7 separate regions of the Mus musculus genome follow, and regions 2, 3, 4, 5, 6 and 7 are each linked to region 1. The links are chromatin contacts, called in public ChIA-PET, Hi-C, HiChIP or PLAC-seq and promoter capture Hi-C maps. All regions are on one chromosome and are shown on one strand. Each heading gives the region's core, a stretch centred on a gene start, on an enhancer-like site or on the middle of the called end of the contact. The rest is flanking DNA. Distances are from core to core; before and after follow the strand shown.

Region 1 (2,700 bases), core at 34-2,533:
TCAGAAATGCAGAAAACTGAAGTCTAACCTGAATCATATGTACTGAATCTGAACCTGCACAAGGTCACCAAGATTTATCCTGACGTCAAAGTCTGAGAAATGCTGGGCTATTAGCATAATTAATTCGTTAATTAATCAAGACAAATAACAAGCCTTAGCTGGTAACTCCAAGTCTGCAGAATGTCTTCATAACATTTTGCTTGGAAGACTCAGAGAATGTCATGCCAGTATCTCTCTCTACGGTATAGAGCTTGCATTCTAGGAAGCAGAGAAAATCAAATCAATATGCATATTGTAGGAGGGGGTGCAAATGTGTTATTAAAAATAAAGTGGAGTAAAGAGAAGGGGAGAGTGGGTTGCATTCAAATTCCTTGCAGACATGGTGATAAAAGAGAGCTGAGGCGAGTGAGGCAGCACAAGAGTGTTGTCTATAGTAAGTGCAAGGTCACTAAAGTGAATTTAGGGGAATGAGAGAGATTTAAACTAACCGGTGCGGTCAGAGAGGCAAGAGGGACGATCTCTTGATGAAAGACTACTTAGTGATCCGCCCTTTGACATTTCATCATTAAAATGGGCATGTGCTTTTTGTGGTGGTAGTTTGTTTTTGCTAAGAATAAAGTGCTAGCCAAGCACATTGGATTTGCGTTGTGGGAGTCTGAACAAACTGTCTTGAAAACCAGAAGTTTAAGTTCCGCGGACAAAACTGGTGGGAACTGGAGAAGGATTTTTGTAACTTCTCTAACACCTCAGGCTCCAACACGCCTCATGCTGAGGGATGAGATAAGCATGGTGTCTGGTTGTGGACTGAGGCAAAAATCTCCAACCCCAGGTTACTACATAACCAGAATGAGGAACTGAGGAAGGTAGTGTCAGGCTGAAGAAGGTAAGGTTCCGGTCAGAGTTTCAAACGTATCCACAGTCCAGGTCCTGAATACAGAGAAGAGCCCACAGTTTCAAACCTCAGGCTAGTCCACCCCTTCTCCAACTTAGTGAAACTTCTCCGCCCACGCAGCGCACTGCCTGGCTCCCCAGTCCAGACCTCGCCTATAACCATGTCCTAGTCCACTTTAGACCCGCCAAGACACGCCTCCTTGTATAGACCCCGCCTCACATCCCACCTCTACTCCCAACCTCCAATCAACTCTAAGAGATTGCGTATTGGTCCCGCCTCTCTGGCTAGACCCCCGCCCTGAGTCCGCCCCTGAAGAGCTGCCTTTTAACCCTTTGCCCCGTGAGGCTCCGCCTCCCACTTAAGCCACGCCCCTCAGTCCCAGGCTGGTCTCTCAAGCTTTGGTTTTGGCCCCACCCAGCTCCCCGGCAGGCCGCTTGCGGACTTGGCGACTAGTCTGCGGCGGACGTGACGCCAAGGCCAGGCCACGGGCAGCGCGGGTCCCCTGTCAGAGGTGTCCCTCGCGCAGGAATGGGCCCGCAGGCGGCAGCTGGCAGGATGATTCTGCTGGTGGTCCTGATGCTGTCTGCGAAGGTCGGGAGTGGAGCTTTGACGAGCACTGAGGATCCTGAGCCTCCCTCGGGTAATCTCTCCGAGCCGCTGCGGGCTGGGGCGGGAGGCCAGGCCGGAGGCGCCGGGCTGGGAAGTCCCTGCGTTCCTGCTGCGCCGCCCTGGGCAAGGCAGCCCCAAGGGGCCCCGGGGGCTCCGCGGTTTACACGCCGCTTTCGCCTCTTCTTTGCCGACACAACACAAATCTGTGGTCTGTTTTACAGTTAGTTTCCACGGCAGCGTTTGGCATTGTGTGTATGACTTACAGACTTTATTTTCAATCTGTAGTCGGAATCCTCTGAAGGAAAAGGGGTGCCAACGGATACTAAGAGATTCTGATTTGTTTGTTAGTCTGGCGTTTAAGTGTTGAGATGCAAGGGTTCTTCTCGTAGCTTAAATCCTCAGAGCCTTTGATTTCAAATGATTATATATTCCCAGGACATATATGCTGGGAATAGTTCCTCTTTATGATTAGAGCTCTAGAGACAGCAATAAAACTTTTCATGCCCTTCCAGTCCCTAATCGTAAGTATCTGAGAAGTTCCCAATCTCCAGCTGCTGGAAGGCATGGGGAGACCTCTTTAACTCTCAGGCGAGTTCCAGCTCTGAACCCCTCCTATGGTTTCCAGGAGCTTCAGTTAGGCGTGCAGATTCCAATCCTGCCTTGACCTGATTTTCACAGTAGCTAGGATGTAACCACCTAGATGTCAGATGAAGGAAATGAGGTGCATGTTCAAACTGAAGTTCCACTGAGCTATAGAGAAAAATGAAATCATAATTGCAGAACAGTGGAATCAGAAAAAGTGTTAGTTGTGTTACACAGCCAGATTAAAAAAGACAATTACCATGTTTTCTTATGATAAATCAACCCCAGAGAAGTGTGTGTAGGAAATCATGAGAGGGGAGGAAGAGATCTTGAGGAAGAAGAGTTTAAAACAAGCAAAAGCAGGGTAATAAAACTCATGGGACATTAATGTAGAAGAGAGGACTCTTGGGGGAGGCAGGTGACCAGAAACAGAGAGCCAGGAGCAACTAAGGAATGAATCAGAAGCAATAATGGTATGTATGCAATATGTATGAAAATGTCTTATTAAAATCTTGTGCTTTCATAATTTAAAATTTTAAATTAAATATAGGATGCATGTATGGAAAAAAATTAAGCAAACAAATCCTTAGACATCCCTTAGGATAGACATGGTACCA
Region 2 (2,700 bases), core at 106-2,605, 490 kb after region 1:
CGAGGCCGCCACATGCATTTGCACGCATGTGCTTCCAAACCCTATACATGTGAACTCAAACACACAAGTGCAAGGAAGGTAGCAGGCAGCTGGCCCAAAGGAACATGAGCTTATTTGCTGGAGCCACTGAGCTACCGTAGCCTCTCAGCTACCCTGATCACCGGGTTGTTGCTTTGTTTCGTTCTGGTGTTTACTTAAAATTAAAGCACAGCAGTTACAACTAAAATTAAAGTTTAAATTTCATGACAGTAATTCTTGCAGGGTTTTTGAAAGCTGTTGTCTGGAAGTACAGGTGTTATTAAATAAACATCACCCTCGTGGGCTCAGTCAGATAATCGCCTCGTGAGGAGATATACATCAGGAAAACAACTTTGTTTTTAAAAAATAATAATATTAAATGATTTTATGATTTTTTTCCATTCATTGTTCCTCATCTTCTCCTGTGTTTCAGAAAGGTATACACGAGTGGAACTTCGGTGCTTCCTCTGTCAGGGGAGTGAGGTAAGGCTCCCTGGGCCATTTGGTGTACTTAGAAGACACGCTCCTGAGATATTCATAGCATATTTTATTAAATTAAATCATAATTTAAATTTGAAAAACATTTCAAGAACCGTTCTTTGTTATAAAGACTCAGCCTTCAGCCTCTCTCCCTGCTGCGAACGGTGCCTCACCATCATAGATCCTTGAGCTGACCCCATGCTTGTGACTCCGGGGTAAATGTGAACTGTGGCCTGGAGTCAGCATGTGGCTACAAGGGAGCCGTGTAGAGGTCTTCTCCCGCTGGCTGAGCTTTTAGTTAAGGCTGTAAGATGGCTTCCTGACCTTTGTGTTACCAGGATCTGTGGATCCAAGCTCTGCAGGACATCAACCAGGCTACACCCTGAACTCGAATTAATGATGACATACAAATAGGAAATTCATTAAATTTTCCCCCAAGGTTACTGTTGATGCAATTATGTTTGTGAGGTCACAGTGACAAGCCAGTTCAGTTCTAAAACTTTGTCATAATGCCAATGACTCAGAAAAAGAAAAAAAAAGTGCTCTCTCCTGGGGATTAGAAATAAGGTTATGGGTCAGAATCCAATGTCAGCAGTTAAGTGTTTGAAACTTTGTTGTCTAGAAGTCCGGGTCTCTAGACTCATTCAACATTCAGACCAAATTCTGTTTACTACTGTTTGTCCCCACCACCACCACCACCCCCCCCCCACCACCCCCATGGAAATGGGAGACAACAAACAGACTTCTGCAGGCGGGTTGTGCAATATCCTGTTGCTTTTGCAAGGACTGTAGTTGGTTTTGTTAGAGCATGAACTGGTAGAGTAGTGAGTCACAGATAATTTTAGTTTCCCCGGTAGAGCTACCTGTTACCTCATGAGTGATTGAATAGAAGCAAGCGAGATGAAGCGGCTGACTCATGTCTTTCCAATCAATACCTTCTCAAAGCTCTAAAAGCTTAATATTCAACTGCTAAAGCACTCGTCAGCAAGGTGCTCCTGACTTACTGCTGCCTTCTTCAACAGTCCTTCCACTATAGTTGCTCTGCATTTCCATTCCACCTCAACAGAGCTGTTTTACAATGAATTAGCCCTTGTTAATTAGGCCTGGCAGCCCATCCTTACCGTTCTCGTGACTCACGGCGTGTACATAGCATACCTCCTGCCATCTGGTGATTGCTGGTTCTGCTTTGTAACTTCAAAGACTGTCACCTTTACCTGGCTTCCTCCTCTATAAAGAAAGAGTGACAAACCGAGGAACAACCCAACCAGCTCTACAGTTTGCCTGGCATCACCCATGTACCCAGCTCAAGTCAGTGGCATTTATTGAGCACCACCTGTGTACCATATTGAGTCCTATTCTGCTAGAGATTTATAGGTGGCGAAGCTAGCAAGTCCTCTTGAATAATTTGCAGTCAGATGGGAAGGGGAACAACCAGTGATGGTGTGGTGTGAGGTGAGCAATGGCTTACTAGAAATGCATTTAGAGCCGAGAGCACAAAGCCTTTCTTCCTGGAGTAGAGATAGGGTAGCTAGGGTAGGGGAGGGCTCACCTGGCCTGAGATGATGATGACAGTCTTTTTTTAAATCTTGGAAAATAATAAAGTCTAGCCATGGTGACACACACCTGTAATCCTTGTACTCGGGAGGCCGGATCAAGAAAAACCTGAGTTCAGGGTCAGCCTGTGCTTTGTAGTGAGTGTGGGCTCACCCTAAGGCACACAGGAAGGCCATTTCTCAAAAACCAAATGAAGCTGCGTGTCCCCAAATGAAGAAAACCAAAGGTGACTGAATAAGGCTTGATAAGTTACGTTCATGGGCCAAATAGGGACCTTTGCTTGTTTTATCAATAAAGTTTTGTTAGACAACAGCCATGATCTCATTTGTAGCTAAGGCTTCCATGCTCCAATAGCAGAACTGAATGGTTTGGCCTGTAAAACCTAAAATATTTAACTATCAGGCCCATTACAGAAAACATTAGCCAACTTTTGGCATAAACCACCTAGCTTACCAAACTCCAAAGTCTTCATGTTGTTCTGCAGTAAAGCACTTGTTGTGTCCAGTTCAAGCTGGTCCACATTGCTTTGCTCCTTTAAAATCTCTATGGCTGGGCTGGAGAGATGGCTCAGTGGTTAAGAGCACCGACTGTTCTTCCGAAGGTCCTGAGTTCAAATCCCAGCAACCACATGGTGGCTCACAACCACCC
Region 3 (2,700 bases), core at 71-2,570, 300 kb before region 1:
ATTGCTAGTTTGATTGTGAAGATTCTGTGGTTCTGGTTAGCTGGGGCTGAAGAATCAGCTGTGATTAACAAGATACCAGAACTACTAAAGTGAAACCTTTGCATTACTGGGACTATTGATGCTGGTTAGCTGGAGCTAAGAAATTAGCGGTGATTAAGAAGAGACCAGCATCATTGAGGTGACATCTTCTGGGAAGTGTTTTCTGAAAGCACAAAGAGGCTGTGTTCCAGAGTTAGCCAAAGTCGTACCTCATGCTGCAGCAGGACTTGGTAATGTGTAAGAGTCACCCAGGTGGTACTGGTTTTGAAGGCATGAAGGGGTCATGCAGAGCAGCTCAGGCTCGGCACTGTGAGAGGCCATGGAAGGCCATTGGTGAAGGTGCAGCCTCAGTTGCAATTGATGGCCCAGGACTGAAGGGGTCATGCAGTGGTTAGGAGATTCAAGTATCATGAGATGACCACCAAGAACAGCAGAAGCAGTGGAGTACAGGCAGCTGGAGCCTAGAAGACAAGGTGTGTGCTACAAAGGACAGGGCTGGAGAAGTGACCCAAGCCCTTGGAGGAGTCCAGAAGATCGTGAGTGGATCCCAGACATTGGACAGTTTGAGTTTGATTTCACTTTTGATTGTGACTGTGCCCTGATGTTTTTCCCTCTTGAAGGAAGTATTTGAGTGGAGCCTGCAGTTGAGAGACTTTTAATTGTAAAAAGACTTTGGATTTTAAAAGATAATGGATATTCTAAAAGCATTGAGCTTTTAATAAGTAAAGACTGTGGTACTTTTAAAGTTATTTAAGATCTTGGGGATGAATAAGAACTAAGGGTTGAGGCTTACTAGTGATGTATTTGTGTGTCAAGTTGACAAGGGGTCAATTGTACTGGCTAGTTTTGTGTCAACTTGACACAGCTGGAGTTATCACAGAGAAAGGAGCTTCAGTTGGAGAGATGCCTCCATGAGATCCAACTGTAAGGCATTTTCTCAATTAGTGAGCAAGGGGGAAAGGCCCCTTGTGGGTGGGACCATCTCTGGGCTGGTAGTCTTGGTTCTATAAGAGAGTAGGCTGAGCAAGCCAGGAGAAGCAAGCCAGTAAGGAACATCCCTCCATGGCCTCTGCATCAGCTCCTGCTTCCTCACCTGCTTGAGTTCCAGTCCTGACTTCCTTGGTGATGAACAGCAGTATGGAAGTGTAAGCCGAATAAACCCTTTCCTCCCCATCTTGCTTCTTGGTCATGCTGTTTGTGCAGGAATAGAAACCCTGACTATGACAGCACATCAGCATCTGGCATTCTCAGTTTCTCCACTTCCTACTTGCGGCTTCTGTCCCCTGAGGCAGCGTCAGATTGACTAAGTGTTCCTTGTTCCACCTTGCCCCTTCTTTCTTAGGCTCCTATTAAAATACTTTTTTTTTCTTTTTCTTTTTTTTTATTTATCCACAGGTGCTGACTTCATTGTCTTACCAAACTCACAACTGGGTTAGAGGCTTGTTAGAGCTGTGTGCTGGTCCTGTGTACATGACCAGCTCTCACCACCCGCAGGCCTGGCTTGCCTTTTGAGTAAGCCTTCTATTTTCCTTTCCAGTGCTGGGGAGAGTTTGGCTGGAGCTGCTGCGTTTGGTCTCTTTGTTTCATTGTTATGTTCTATTTCTCCACCTTCAGCTATCCTACCCGCGCTGTTTGTGAGTTAAGAAGCTTTCCCTCTTTTTCTGTCTCTGCGGAGTCTGTTCTGTGTCACCTGCACTCCTCTTCTTCATTGCATCACACAGAGACAGTGTCTAACCCACCCTCTCACACAAGAAAATAGGAAGTGGTTTTTATTAACTTCCAAAGTAGATATGAAACTATCAATTAAACGATGGTTTATTGTGGAACTAAGTGATGGGGTAAAAGTAAGTCAACAAGCCAGAGAGGTTGTTCTATGTTGGGTTTTTTGTTTTGCTTTTTGCATTTTTTAAAAATCTGAATATGGTGATATTCAGGAGTGGGCCTGAGTCCCTTGCAAAATGCATGTTTTCCCAACTTCCACTTTAGGGAAGAGTAGAACTTAGCTGAAAATTAGTGGTGGCTGGGACATGCCATACTACACAGAGAAGCACCCAGTGCAAGCCTCTAGGCTGTTTCCCTGGAGAAAGATGATTAGGGTCATTTTAACCTATTCGTACCATTATGTAAAGAGACAGTTCTGCCTACATTAAAACTATAAAATGCATTTTGGGAGTTGTTATTGTGAAACACCATAGTAGAAGAATTGATTCTAAAGGTATGCTATTTGACAACTTTGTACAAATTTTAACCGAATATTATAAAGTTACATTATATTTATTAGTTAAAAAGAAAATCTGGTGTTTAAATATTCCCTTTAAAATAGCTATCAGCTTTCTAGACAATTAGCTGCCTAACAGCTGTTTCCAAAAATACACTAACAGGAAGTAATAGTTCCATGGAATTAAGGACTTAGCAACTGCTTCTAATGATCCTGTTACACCCAAGGAGCAAGGAGAGTGTTGAGAACACTTAAATTAGGGGAAAATGGGCATCATTTTAAAAGTTCAAAGCTCTGATCAGTCTTGAAAACATGGATAAGAACTGATTAAGAGACTTAGGACAGAAAAAGATGTCTGAAATGATTAAGACTTCAGTTAACTTTGGAGATGTTTTGTCTCTTTAACTTCAATCCTGCTTGCCACTTAGCAAGTGTTTGCTGTT
Region 4 (2,700 bases), core at 155-2,654, 380 kb before region 1:
AAGATCTATTAATTGAAGACTAAAGGTGTGGTTTTGTTAGATGTGCAAACAAAACTAAACCCTTCATGTGTATGTCCCCTTTCACATTCCCGCAGTGTGAGTGGGCACGTGTCTCTACAGTCTCACCAAGTGTGAGTGGGCACGTGTCTCTACAGTCTCACCAAGTGTGAGTGGGCACGTGTCTCTACAGTCTCACCAAGTGTGAGTGGGCACGTGTCTCTACAGTCTCACCAAGTGTGAGTGGACACGTGTCTCTACAGTCTCACCAAGTGTGAGTGGGCACGTGTCTCTACAGTCTCACCAAGTGTGAGTGGGCACGTGTCTCTACAGTCTCACCAAGTGTGAGTGGGCACGTGTCTCTACAGACTCACCAAGATTGTTATCAAGCTTTTGAATACTTCCCAATCTGAGGATCGAGAAGTGGCTTCTTTATATAGTTTCAATTTTATGGGTGAAATTGTGCATCTTTATCTTAGTTTAAGGACATGGTAATTTACATCTCTTTAGGGGAATGAATTGTGTCTTACGCTATTTAAAAAAATAATTTTAGTCTTTCTTTTTTGTCTGTAATATGTACCTTAAATCATTTCCCTTAGTTTGTTATTTAACTTTTATGATTTTAGCATTAGTTTTTGTAATTAGATTTATTGTGTTTGCTCTTTTGCATTTGAATTTTTTTTTTCTGTTTTGTTTTGTTTTTTTCAAGACAGGGTTTCTCTGTATAGCCCTGGCTGTCCTGGAACTCACTCTGTAGACCAGGCTGGCCTCAAACTCTGAGATCCGCCTGCCTCTACCTCCCAAGTACTGGGATGAAAGGCAAGCACCACCACTGCCTGGCCGCATTTGAATTTTAAATTGAAGTTGAGAGCCTTCAGTCAACAATCAGCTTTTAGAAGATCTCACTCTGAGTTCTTCTGGAATTTGTCAAGTTGATAGAATTCTTATTCCATTTGGAGTTTATCTTTGTAACTCTGACAAGTGGACATAGTTTTATCTTTATTCCAAATATTTTTCTAATTGTACCACTGTGTTTATTGGATAATTTGTTATAATAAAACCTATCATTTTCTATAATGAATACCTGCTTAATAGTAAAAATAAATTAAAATTATTTCCACCCCCCCACACACACATAAAAAATCAAAAAACCCACATTAAAGTCTTTCATCAAAAATCTTGCACCAAAAAGAAATAATGCCACTTACTACAGTTTGATAAGATTAAGTATCATTTATTAAAAGATGAAAATAAAGGAAACTGTTTCTTAATCAGAGAACAAGCTCCATCTGTACCTAAAAGACTCAGGATAAACACGCCCCGCCCCACCCCACCCCCCACCACGCTCTAGACGTTCTATCCGTGAGCTTTGCATTCCTTCTGTTCATGTGCTGATGACGCTTTGTGTTCAAGACAAAGGCTGTGCTGTGGTTGAAGGTCAGGGCTGGGCTGCGATCTCCACCACACTCCACCTCACGTCTCTTCTTTCTCAGTGTTTTCCTAGCATGTGTAGTTTTCCATGCGAACAATAGTGTTCATTTATCGAGTTGAAGCATTTGAAGTGAGCAGGGACTTGTTTTATTGGAATTTCACTAAATCTTCAGACTTAAGTCACTAGATCCCTTGGAACTGGGGTACAGACAGCTGAGCCCGTCAGCGTGGGGGCCAGGAAGACACTTAGGGCCTCTGAAAGAACAGCCCATGCTGTCACTGTTGAGCTCTCTCTCCATCCCCTTGTTTTCTTATTTTTATTCTCAAGTATTTAATCTCTTAATTCCATTGTAAATGAAAGTTTTTAAAAGTATTTTTAAGCTGGTTTTTATCTGTATATATGAAATCCATTGACTCTTTTCACCTGATATTTTAAAACATAATTTTATTGCTTATAATATATAATCCTGATATATTAATTCTTTGAAATTTGCTTAACGCATACAATTTACTCTAACAAACCGAAAAGACTTCCTCATAAAATATATTGCTTTAGTGAGGTGACCTGTAATTACATTATTAATTGTGTGTTGTTTCTAGTAAATGTAACCAGCTATTAAACATAGAATGTTTCTAAAGTTAGTTTAGAATTATCTACCTCAGTGGTATTAACTTTTTATTTCAAGCATGTAATTAAGAAGGCTGACACTCAGGGATGGGTCAGCTCAGGTTCCAGTCAGGCTGCAAGATAGACTCCTCTTTTTTAACAGTAACACTCACTAATTCTCAACAGACACCATCTAAGGGATATCAAACACAGGTGCTTGTTTTCTGAAAAACAAAACAAAACAAAACAGCAGCAATGTTTTCCTCTGTCTTCATAAGTTGCTCTTTCCTTGTTGTGAAAAAAAAATTCTTGAGAAAAGCAACAAGGGAGGAAATTTGTATTTTGACTCCCTTCATATGGTTTCAGTCCTTCAGAGACAGTGTAGAACAGTGTGGTGGGAATGAGTAACAGAGGGTCCTCACACCACTGTGGGACAAGAAGCAAAGGGAATGGGGCTAGAAGCAACGAAGAGAACAGTCTTTCAGAACCTAGTCTTCATGACGTATTTCCGGGACACACTTCTGGAATCTCAAACCCAGACCTCATGAAGTATTTTCAAGATTCAGGTGTCACCTCTAGAGACCATCAGCCAGGAAGCAAGCCTCCATAGCTTGAGCCAGTGGGTCAGAGCATTTCTCCTCTCTTCAGTTCCCTTCAGAGACTCC
Region 5 (2,700 bases), core at 116-2,615, 320 kb before region 1:
TAGCATGCTTGTATTAAGCCTGATCAGGAGAAGTGACGTTGTGAGTTCCATATAAAACAAGCACTAAGTGAGTTTGTAAAGGAGACTTTGCTCCAAAAGGAATTACCACCCCATCTACTAAGGCCACTTATTATAAACACAGCCCTGAGAAGATGGCTGGATAAAGAAAGACCTGTGCCTTGTACATTAGGCAAACCCGAGCATGCCATTCAGGGCCCACCCCAAGGACTTCTGGAAAATAGCTCTTCCAACAATAGCTTTGTGGTATTTGTGAGGGCAAGTTAGATAAGAGAGAGAGAGACAGAGAGAGAGAGAGAGAGAGAGAGAGAGAGAGAGAGAGAGAGAGAGAGAGAGAGCCTAAAATGTCGCTTCTGGTATTCAGAGGATTCAGTTGTCAAAACCAGCTTCATACCTGAGACCGAAATTACAAACAAAGCAGGCAAAAAAGGTTGAGCGCTGCTTCCAGCTTCTATTATATAAGAAAACACCAGAGGAGAGGAAAAGATAAAGTTACCACGAGCCAGTTCACAGTGTGGTGTGTACTCTCATGTCTGCCCTTGAGAAAAAAGGTCCGTGCTAGTTACTTGACAAATCCCACTAAAACTCTTAAGGGTTTATCATACCATAGGAAATTCAGATAGGCTCTCTTAGGAGATTTTAAAGTTTGATCAAAAAAAATTCATTGAAATTGTTTTAATTTTAAAATTAAAAGCAAATACTGAATGTAAGACTTCTAGTCTAAGTACCATAAGATCAATTTGGAGTGAACAACAGAATAATGATGGTGGACTTTCTGGTATCTTATCTTTTTTACTGTTTGAGGGGTCTTTGTGATAATGATTCATACAGGAAGATTCATATCTTACTCATGAGTCATTCATTCGTATGAATAACTCCCTGGCTCACACCTGCACCTACTGAAAAGGAAGGAGAAAGTCCCCTCCCCCATCCCTGTGCCTGTAAACAATCAGGAAGTGGGCTAGGACCTGAAATTCTGCTCAGGAGGACTCCAAACCCAGAGGGCATCTGCAGCGTTGCTAGAGTTGATTGTCGCTTTGGAGAAAGGTTGTGGTTAGTAATGATGGTGGTGGTGCTTGGTGAAGGGGAAGTAACTGGTCTTCCGGGAAGACTTAGCATATTTACAAACAGGGAGAGGGTGGGTGTTTTGTTTTGTTTTGTTTTGTTTTGTTTTGTTTTGTTTTGTTTTGTTTTTCTGATTCTTATAGGTATCATGATTCCTTCTTATTCTCCAAGAAGTGTATTTTATCTTGTCTTGCATCATCTGGTTAGCCACAGACGTCATGAGTTGTTTTCCTCTGGCCCAATCATGTGGCTCAGTATTAGAGGGCTTGCTTGCTAAAGCACCATTCCTAGTTAACGTGAACTGAATCTGTATCTGTTGCTTGTAGTCAATGAACCTGACTAAGAGAGAGCCTCTACACAGTGCCTGAGAACGGTCTCCTTTTAACTCTACCAGTTCTACTTGACTGCGTGAGATCGTAAACGGTATCTACCCAGTCCCAATCTCAGGCCTTCCTTACTTTGAATATTTCATAAATATGTTTTAGAACATTCATATATTAGCATATAGATAGAGAAGCACTCCCACTCTGCTAATGTGTAAAAATGAGCAATGCTTTATATAGAAAGTAATTCATAAGGCTAATATGAGTATTATCCTGCAGAAGATCTCCAAGCTCAAGTTCAAATTGTATGTTTTCATTATTATTTCACACTAATGATACTCTTTGTGGACTATGATGATCACTGTTTTGTTTTGTTTTGTTTTGTTTTGTTTTTTCCCCTCTTAGCGCTGATTCTCTCTAGTCACAACTTAACTTCTTGGTTTGTGCACCTATCTCCTTGGACAGTGACATGGGCATAATCCAAATGTACATGGGATACATGAGAGAACAAATGTAGCTCAGATGTGTGGAGTATAGCAGGAGCTTGTATAAAGACTATTAATTTTGCATGGAGTAGGTTGGGGCATTCAGAATCTATTATAGGAAACAAAAGGCTATAAAAGCCAGTTTCTGTTCAGAGACTATAGTGCTGATATCAATACCCAATATGGACTAAGACAACTAACACTGGGCATGGGGGAGCCATAAGACAGCACAAAATGACAGACATTGGCTGTTTAGGAAACCTAAAAGTAAACAGTAATGCAATCTGTCATGTGACATATCTCTGACAAAATGTCACTTTTGTGTAATTCTGTATAAACATGGCTTTGAGGTAAAAAGGTTGGGCCCTTCATATCTGTCAGCCTTTGTTGTCCCTACCTCATTGAGCCAATGTGCCAGTCACTGTGTGTAATCATGCTTACCTATATGAGCCAACTTGTGCTTGGTCTGCTGGCATCTGCCTGCTTAGTGCTGTGTGCTATGAATAATGTATGTCCTAACTGTCTACAATTCCTTAGATCCCCTTCAGCCTCCGTTCATCCCTCCCACAACCCTTCTTCATTGTTGGTTTTGAAGGTTGGACCTCACACTGCTCCATAGTTGAAGTACACATTGGAGTTGGGGTAGGGCAGGGTTCTAGTAGCATGAGATAGATTTGTTGAAGAAAAAAGAACTTGTAAAAGAACAAATTAAAACATGTGACATATAGATGCCAACAGGGTGGGGGAGCATGGGAATAAATATACACAATGATAAGAATCTGTATTTCATTATAAGACGTTTGAAAGGA
Region 6 (2,700 bases), core at 174-2,673, 340 kb after region 1:
TTTGCCTCTTACATTTTGGCTTACTAACCTCAAGTTAGGAAATCCAAATCCTTTACGTATTGCAGCTTGCCTTGGCTTTCCTGACATGACCTACAGCATTCTGGGAGAGTTCTCTGGGAATTTACACATCTGGTTTTGCTTCCCAAAATAAGCGGGAGCTTTTTGATCACACTAAAGCAATCAAGCCTTTTCATTTGTGTATGGTTCAGTTTTAAAAAATGAAATAAGTTAACTTCTCTCTTTCAACTCTGAATGATAATTTTCCCATGCATTTTCTATCTTAGGTATCTGGCATTTTGAGGAAGGGGTGACTTTAAGATGATATATGAGAGTATTAAGTCATTCGGCAATGGAGCCAATCAATTACTCATTAACGATAACAGCGTAAGCAACTGGAAATTTTACAATGAAAAGTACCAGCGGCTGCCACGATAAATTTAGCCGACCACTTCTAAATTTAGCGCCCCTGTCACTTATAAACCACTTTCCATTTGAGGCCTGGGCTGTAGGGCGCTTGTTGGATCCTCCCGCCTCTCGGCACGCGTGTTGCCACGGTGCATCCAGCGCCACGCGCTGCCCACGAGCGGACCAGAACGAGCGAGGCGCGGTGGCTGCGCCCAGCGCTGCAAACGCCTGGCGGGCTGACCGGGACAGTGCGGGTTAGAGACTCTTCTTTTGCGCCGTCCCGCAGCGAGGCGCGCACAGGGTTTCAGCCCTCTTTCCCAGTTCTCTGAGGTCCCGGAGCAGTGGGTTCGGTCCAGGCTGCAGCTTCCCAGCAGCGCCCTCCTCAGGGGCGGGCCCTGGCTCTCTGTGCTGCAACGAGTGGGCGGCCACAGGCGGGTAGCCGAGAGGACGGGCGGCTGCGAGACGGTCGCTGGGACTCGGAGGGCGCGGCGAACCGGTGAAAGAGGAAGGGAAGGAAGGAAGGAGGAGGTGGTGGTGGAGGAGACGGAGTCGGTGCAAGGGAGCTGTTGCGGAGCAGAGAGGCGGATCCTTTCGGGAGCGGCCACGGAGGTTCCGGGACGCGGCTCGGGGTAGCCCGCCCACCGCGCGTAAGGTGTTCTCCAGGTAGCGCCGGCACCCAGAGGGCGCCCTCGCCCGGCCCGCGCTCGGCAGGCGACAGCTCGCGGCTCCCCGAGCGCGGCGCCCTTGAGCCGGGCTGCGCAGGTTGGCCGCCGACTCGTCCGCCCGCCAAGAGGAGGAAGCTCTGTCCCTTCCCGCTCGCCGCGGCCGGCGTCCCCACCCCGTGGACTCTCCACCCTGCAGCGGGCGAGCGGCGTGGCCACGGAGGCGCCGAGGAGGGGCGAGCCGCCGCCGGGCAGCGGCGTGGCCCCGGGGGACAGGGCGCCCGAGCGGAGGCGGCGGCGGGGCGGTGAAGGCGCGGCGCGCGATGGCAGCTGCCTAGCCCGGCGCGCGCGGAGCAGCCCGGAGCTGTGGCTAGCCAGACGGTGCGTCTGGGCTGGGGACTCCGGGGTCGCCGCCGTGGCAGCCCGGCAGGCAGAGATGGGCACCGAAGCCGGCGAGGGCATCACTTTCTCCGTGCCGCCCTTTGCGTCCGTGGGCTTTTGCACCATCCCGGAGGGCGGCAGCTGCCGGAGGGGAGGAGGAGCGGCGACGGCGGCGGAGGGAGAGCCGAGCCTGCAGCCCTTGCTTGTGCCGCCGCCGCCGCCACCGCCGGGCAGTTTCTGGAACGTGGAGAGCGCGGCGGCTCCCGGCACCAGCTGCCCTACCACCGCCCCCGGGAGCAGCGCCACCCGAGGCCGGGGCAACTCTGGCAGCGGGGGCGGCCGGCGTACCACCGTGGCTTATGTGATCAATGAGGCGAGCCAGGGGCAGCTGGTGGTGGCGGAGAGCGAGGCCCTGCAGAGCCTGCGGGAGGCGTGCGAGGCGGTGGGCGCCACCCTGGAGACCCTGCATTTCGGGAAGCTGGACTTCGGGGAAACCGCCGTGCTGGACCGTTTTTACAACGCAGGTGAGTGGCAGCTCGGCTCGTTGCTTTGCCCAGCCGGTTTCTCCTGGCTGTCTTGGTTGGGGGGGGGGGGGGATTTTTGTTTTGTTTTGTTTTTCGTGGGCGGGAAGCAAGCTTCCTATTTACATCACGCCTCACCTTGAGAGCGGCAAGAGTGGTTGCAGGACTATTCAGGCCGGCCGCTCCTAGTTGAGGGTGTGCTGGTGCAAGTGACTGTATTTGTGCGGGAGATCCTCCGCTGATTTATTCATTATCCGGCAGCGAAGACCCTGGGTCCAAGTACAAGGCTCGGAAAAACACTTCCTCCCACCATTGCGAATAATTGCTTCAATCACTTCTCTTCAGTTAGGAGGTGGGTAGGTTTTGCTTTTGCAAACACACACCTGTGGCCCACTGAAGTGATGTTCTGTTCTCTGTGCAGTCTTGGGAGTACAGAAATGCCCTTATGCTAAGCAGCCAGCTGTGTGCAGAGTTTCGTTTGAGTTTTCAAAGCGCGGCCTGACCTTCCCCAACTCATTTCACCTTCGAGTTTTGGTGGCTTCAATTTCCCATTCTCTTACTACTTTGAACGGTCAAATAACTATATGTTGGAGTAAAAGCACCGTGAAACACACCAAATGTGTGTGATCTTTGTTAGAATCTTGCCCAAAGAACCAGTTTTTTTTGTTTTGTTTTTTGTTTGTTTGTTTGTTTTTTTAAAAAATTACCTCAGATACTGTGGTGAGTGGAAG
Region 7 (2,700 bases), core at 24-2,523, 350 kb before region 1:
ATGAAGCTGAACTTCACTGGGAACTATAACACCTAAAATCCGTATTGCAAATGTCTTCTTGGGCAAACTAATTGCTCAGTGGGTAAAGGTGTCCACTAAGCCTGATGACCCAAGTTAGATTTACAGAACCCACATGGGGGTTATGGCTGGGGGAACCATAATACGTGAGGAACAGTATTAAAGGGTTGTGGCAGTAGCAAGGCTGAGAATCAATGAGTTTTGACATTAGGGTTTCCACCTTCAATATCCCTAATGTCAAATATCAGGAGGGAACTGATGCTTGCAAGGTGTTCTCTGACCTACACACACACACACACACACACACACACACACACACACACACACACACATACACACACACACACACACACACACAGACACGCACACGTGCACGCACACATACACACACACACACACACACATACATACACACACACACACACTCAGACACACACACACACACTCAGACATGCACACGTGCACGCACACACACACACTCAGACACGCACACGTGCACGCACACACACACACACACACACACTCAGACACGCACACGTGCACGCACACACACACATACACACACTCAGACATGCACACGTGCACGCACACACACACACTAATTAAAAATAACAACAGTGCGTTTATTTGTAGATAAACATCATAGGCTGTGTCTTCATTCTATTTCTGTTATCCTTGATAAGGAAGGCAGAGCAGGTATCGCTCCAGCCGCAAGCAGATGAAGTACAGCTGAGAGCTGAGAAGGCTCCTGGACCCTGTTCACCTAACTAATGAGCCCAGGCAAGACACCACACCGCTGGTTACAGAGCAAACTGCCCTATCCCCACAAGCTTTCAGGGGAGCTGGAACAAGGAAGAGAACCCCTAAGCCATTCCAGTGACGTTCTTCTCAACAGATTGCATGAATTTACCCACGTAAAAATGACAAAGAGACAAAAATGAGAAGACAGCAGTATTTTGGATTTTAAGAATAACAACAACAACAAAAAATGTTACTTAGTCACACATAGGCAGTGGTGTTGCATATTTTCATGTCATGGTTATTCATATGGAAAGATTTTATTTCCCTGTACACTGTCACTTATTCTTTGCACAGTTTTCTTCATGGTTTTAATTAGTTAGTTAGTTAGTTAGTTAGTTAGTTAGTTAGGTTGGTTTTTTAGTTTAGAGGAGGGGTGTTGGTTGTTTTTTGTTTTTTCTACCCAGCCAAGTTTTAAATCTGCTCAGTGACCAGAAGAGGGCAGTATGAGCTAACAAAACAGAAACCACGCACCGCACCCTCTAAGCCACTCTGCTTGTTCTGTTCAGACTCTGTGTCACTATCAGGTTTGCAATGTTAACTAAAACACTAAAAACTCATTAAAGACAGGAACGGAAAGGGCAGAGGTGGAGGGACGAAGGGAAGGAGATGGCTTTTTAAACCTCCTTATTGGAATAAAATGAGGTGAAATGGCTGTAAGAAAACGTGTTTAAGCACTTGCTGGGTGTGGACTCTGAATTAAGTGCTGCAAAATTGCTTCCTGGAGGGAGAGAGTAAAGAATTCAGACCACTTTCAACTGGACCTGTTCTTTACAGCCTCTGTTTACCTATTTATTTAATAGAGGCTTTGGGTCCGAAGGCCATGCCAGGACCTGCCTGGGCCCCAGACACTCCAGACCCTACATGGGAATGCGCTGGTGACAAGAAGCATAAAGAATAAAAGCTAAGGGTGAAAATGCAGGTGGTGTGTTCGATGCTTGCTTAAAATGCCTACACACACATGGGTAAAACATGTCTACCCTATAGCCTTAAGGACTGGAAGAAAGAAACGTGCCCTTGATGTATTTGTAAGTTATAGAAAATATAGTTAGAGTAGTTTCTAGGTAGCGCCAGAATACAACTTGGCTTAGTCCCCATCTTTACTGTGGCATATTTGATGGGTGACTCTTCATAGTCTGAGGAGAAAACAGGAGCCAAAGAGTCAGTGTGGTAAACTGTCTCAAATGTTCAATAGTATGTAGTTCAATGGTGCATGCATTAGAAGAAAGCACTGCCTCTTGGTGTCTGGGAAGACTGAGGCAGGTTTGAGATGAAACTCAAGGGATTTTGATGGTAGCAATCAGTAGAACAGAAATACAACAAATGAGTGGGAATTTTAGGTAGAGGAAGCCTAGGTAGGCATGTGGGTTGTGTTTAGCATTGTAGAGAACAATCATTTCTAGCGTCTGGATGCCAGGTCCTTCAGGATGGAGCAAGCAGTCTGCAGGAAGGAGAGGCTGGGAGGGGCAAAAGCAAGCTTAAGAGAAAGAGACATCGCCTAGACAGCTTTGAATACACTGCACATTCACTGTGTGGATTTGATGTGGAACCATTTCCATAAAGACTTGAGCCGCCACGTGCTGTGAACCAAGAAAAAGCAGGGCACCTACAGAAAACATGTTTCCATTATATGTACATGTGTTTGTTTCATATGTGCTATGCAGCTGTACAACGATGTAGAGGGATATTGAAGGTGGAAACCCTAATGTCAAAACTCAGTGATTCTCAGCCTTCCTAGTGCCACAACCCTTTAATACTCTTCCTCATGTATTATGGTTCCTCCAGCCATAACATTATTTTCATTGCTATTTCATAACCATAATTTTGCTGCTGTTATGAATTGTAATGTAAATATCTGTGTTTTCCGGTGGTCTTTGGGGGGTT

The links. Promoter capture Hi-C pulls out the DNA fragments that hold promoters and counts their contacts. A called contact is a pair of places that touch in the nucleus more often than the background predicts. ChIA-PET counts read pairs in DNA pulled down with a chosen protein or histone mark. HiChIP or PLAC-seq counts read pairs in DNA pulled down with a chosen protein or histone mark.
Region 2: a promoter capture Hi-C map of liver shows a contact between it and region 1, with 2.2 times the contacts expected there. The contact joins the enhancer-like site here to the promoter of Ifngr1 in region 1. A contact is called at or near these places in 4 of 39 promoter capture datasets (the 3T3-L1 cell line, hippocampal neurons, liver and 1 more), 1 of 115 datasets of contacts at active chromatin or transcription factors (embryonic stem cells) and 1 of 9 other capture datasets (liver).
Region 3: a contact with region 1 is called in a promoter capture Hi-C map of pre-B cells, with 2.5 times the contacts expected there. The contact joins the enhancer-like site here to the promoter of Ifngr1 in region 1. A contact is called at or near these places in 4 of 39 promoter capture datasets (the C10 cell line, liver and pre-B cells), 1 of 484 Hi-C or Micro-C datasets (CD4 T cells), 4 of 115 datasets of contacts at active chromatin or transcription factors (the 230-238 cell line, bone marrow-derived macrophages, large pre-B cells and 1 more) and 1 of 9 other capture datasets (adipose tissue).
Region 4: an H3K27ac HiChIP or PLAC-seq map of embryonic stem cells shows a contact between it and region 1, with 2.7 times the contacts expected there. The contact joins the enhancer-like site here to the promoter of Ifngr1 in region 1. A contact is called at or near these places in 1 of 39 promoter capture datasets (embryonic stem cells), 1 of 484 Hi-C or Micro-C datasets (CD4 T cells), 10 of 115 datasets of contacts at active chromatin or transcription factors (the 230-238 cell line, CD8 T cells, bone marrow-derived macrophages and 5 more) and 1 of 9 other capture datasets (pancreatic islet).
Region 5: a contact with region 1 is called in an H3K27ac HiChIP or PLAC-seq map of double positive thymocytes, with 4 times the contacts expected there. The contact joins the enhancer-like site here to the promoter of Ifngr1 in region 1. A contact is called at or near these places in 1 of 39 promoter capture datasets (stem cell-derived epiblast-like cells), 9 of 115 datasets of contacts at active chromatin or transcription factors (the 230-238 cell line, CD8 T cells, acute myeloid leukemia and 5 more) and 1 of 9 other capture datasets (embryonic stem cells).
Region 6: an RNA polymerase II ChIA-PET map of memory CD8 T cells shows a contact between it and region 1, with 139 read pairs. The contact joins the promoter of Map3k5 here to the promoter of Ifngr1 in region 1. A contact is called at or near these places in 3 of 39 promoter capture datasets (cranial neural crest, embryonic stem cells and maxillary cranial neural crest), 2 of 484 Hi-C or Micro-C datasets (cerebellar granule neurons and embryonic stem cells) and 2 of 115 datasets of contacts at active chromatin or transcription factors (memory CD8 T cells and microglia).
Region 7: a Hi-C map of the HPC-7 cell line shows a contact between it and region 1, with 3 times the contacts expected there. The contact joins the enhancer-like site here to the promoter of Ifngr1 in region 1. A contact is called at or near these places in 11 of 39 promoter capture datasets (the 3T3-L1 cell line, the C10 cell line, the HPC-7 cell line and 6 more), 1 of 15 datasets of contacts at CTCF or cohesin (large pre-B cells), 30 of 484 Hi-C or Micro-C datasets (the 63-12 cell line, the AML12 cell line, B cells and 20 more), 24 of 115 datasets of contacts at active chromatin or transcription factors (the 230-238 cell line, DN3 thymocytes, the SCID.adh cell line and 17 more) and 2 of 9 other capture datasets (adipose tissue and embryonic stem cells).

The regions. Positions count from the first base shown.
Region 1 is chr10:19,590,666-19,593,365 of GRCm38.p6, forward strand. It overlaps Ifngr1 (interferon gamma receptor 1), which reads left to right and starts at 1,284. Exons shown (of 7, transcript NM_010511.3): 1 at 1,284-1,532. The coding sequence starts at 1,421.
Region 2 is chr10:20,076,031-20,078,730 of GRCm38.p6, forward strand. Map3k5 (mitogen-activated protein kinase kinase kinase 5) reads left to right here. Exons shown (of 30, transcript NM_008580.4): 12 at 452-501. Among named protein-coding and RNA genes, the nearest start is that of Map7, 94 kb to the right of the region's middle. Within about 2 kb of position 1,356, at least 104 of the 459 cell types and tissues checked have an H3K27ac peak or open chromatin away from gene starts, as enhancers often do. A contact at or near this core is called in liver, where this site is marked.
Region 3 is chr10:19,289,916-19,292,615 of GRCm38.p6, forward strand. No RefSeq gene overlaps it. Among named protein-coding and RNA genes, the nearest start is that of Gm40607, 48 kb to the left of the region's middle. Within about 2 kb of position 1,321, at least 14 of the 459 cell types and tissues checked have an H3K27ac peak or open chromatin away from gene starts, as enhancers often do. A contact at or near this core is called in the 230-238 cell line and pre-B cells, where this site is marked.
Region 4 is chr10:19,206,872-19,209,571 of GRCm38.p6, forward strand. Gm20139 (predicted gene, 20139) reads left to right here. Exons shown (of 4, transcript NR_038021.1): 4 at 1-1,076. Among named protein-coding and RNA genes, the nearest start is that of Gm40607, 35 kb to the right of the region's middle. Within about 2 kb of position 1,405, at least 55 of the 459 cell types and tissues checked have an H3K27ac peak or open chromatin away from gene starts, as enhancers often do. A contact at or near this core is called in CD8 T cells, embryonic stem cells, epiblast stem cells and 1 more, where this site is marked.
Region 5 is chr10:19,267,271-19,269,970 of GRCm38.p6, forward strand. No RefSeq gene overlaps it. Among named protein-coding and RNA genes, the nearest start is that of Gm40607, 25 kb to the left of the region's middle. Within about 2 kb of position 1,366, at least 23 of the 459 cell types and tissues checked have an H3K27ac peak or open chromatin away from gene starts, as enhancers often do. A contact at or near this core is called in CD8 T cells and double positive thymocytes, where this site is marked.
Region 6 is chr10:19,933,103-19,935,802 of GRCm38.p6, forward strand. It overlaps Map3k5 (mitogen-activated protein kinase kinase kinase 5), which reads left to right and starts at 1,424. Exons shown (of 30, transcript NM_008580.4): 1 at 1,424-1,972. The coding sequence starts at 1,504.
Region 7 is chr10:19,238,933-19,241,632 of GRCm38.p6, forward strand. The region is part of intron 2 of Gm40607 (a long non-coding RNA gene); the gene reads right to left. Among named protein-coding and RNA genes, the nearest start is that of Gm40607, 3.3 kb to the right of the region's middle. Within about 2 kb of position 1,274, at least 14 of the 459 cell types and tissues checked have an H3K27ac peak or open chromatin away from gene starts, as enhancers often do. A contact at or near this core is called in the 63-12 cell line, the HPC-7 cell line, Th1 cells and 1 more, where this site is marked.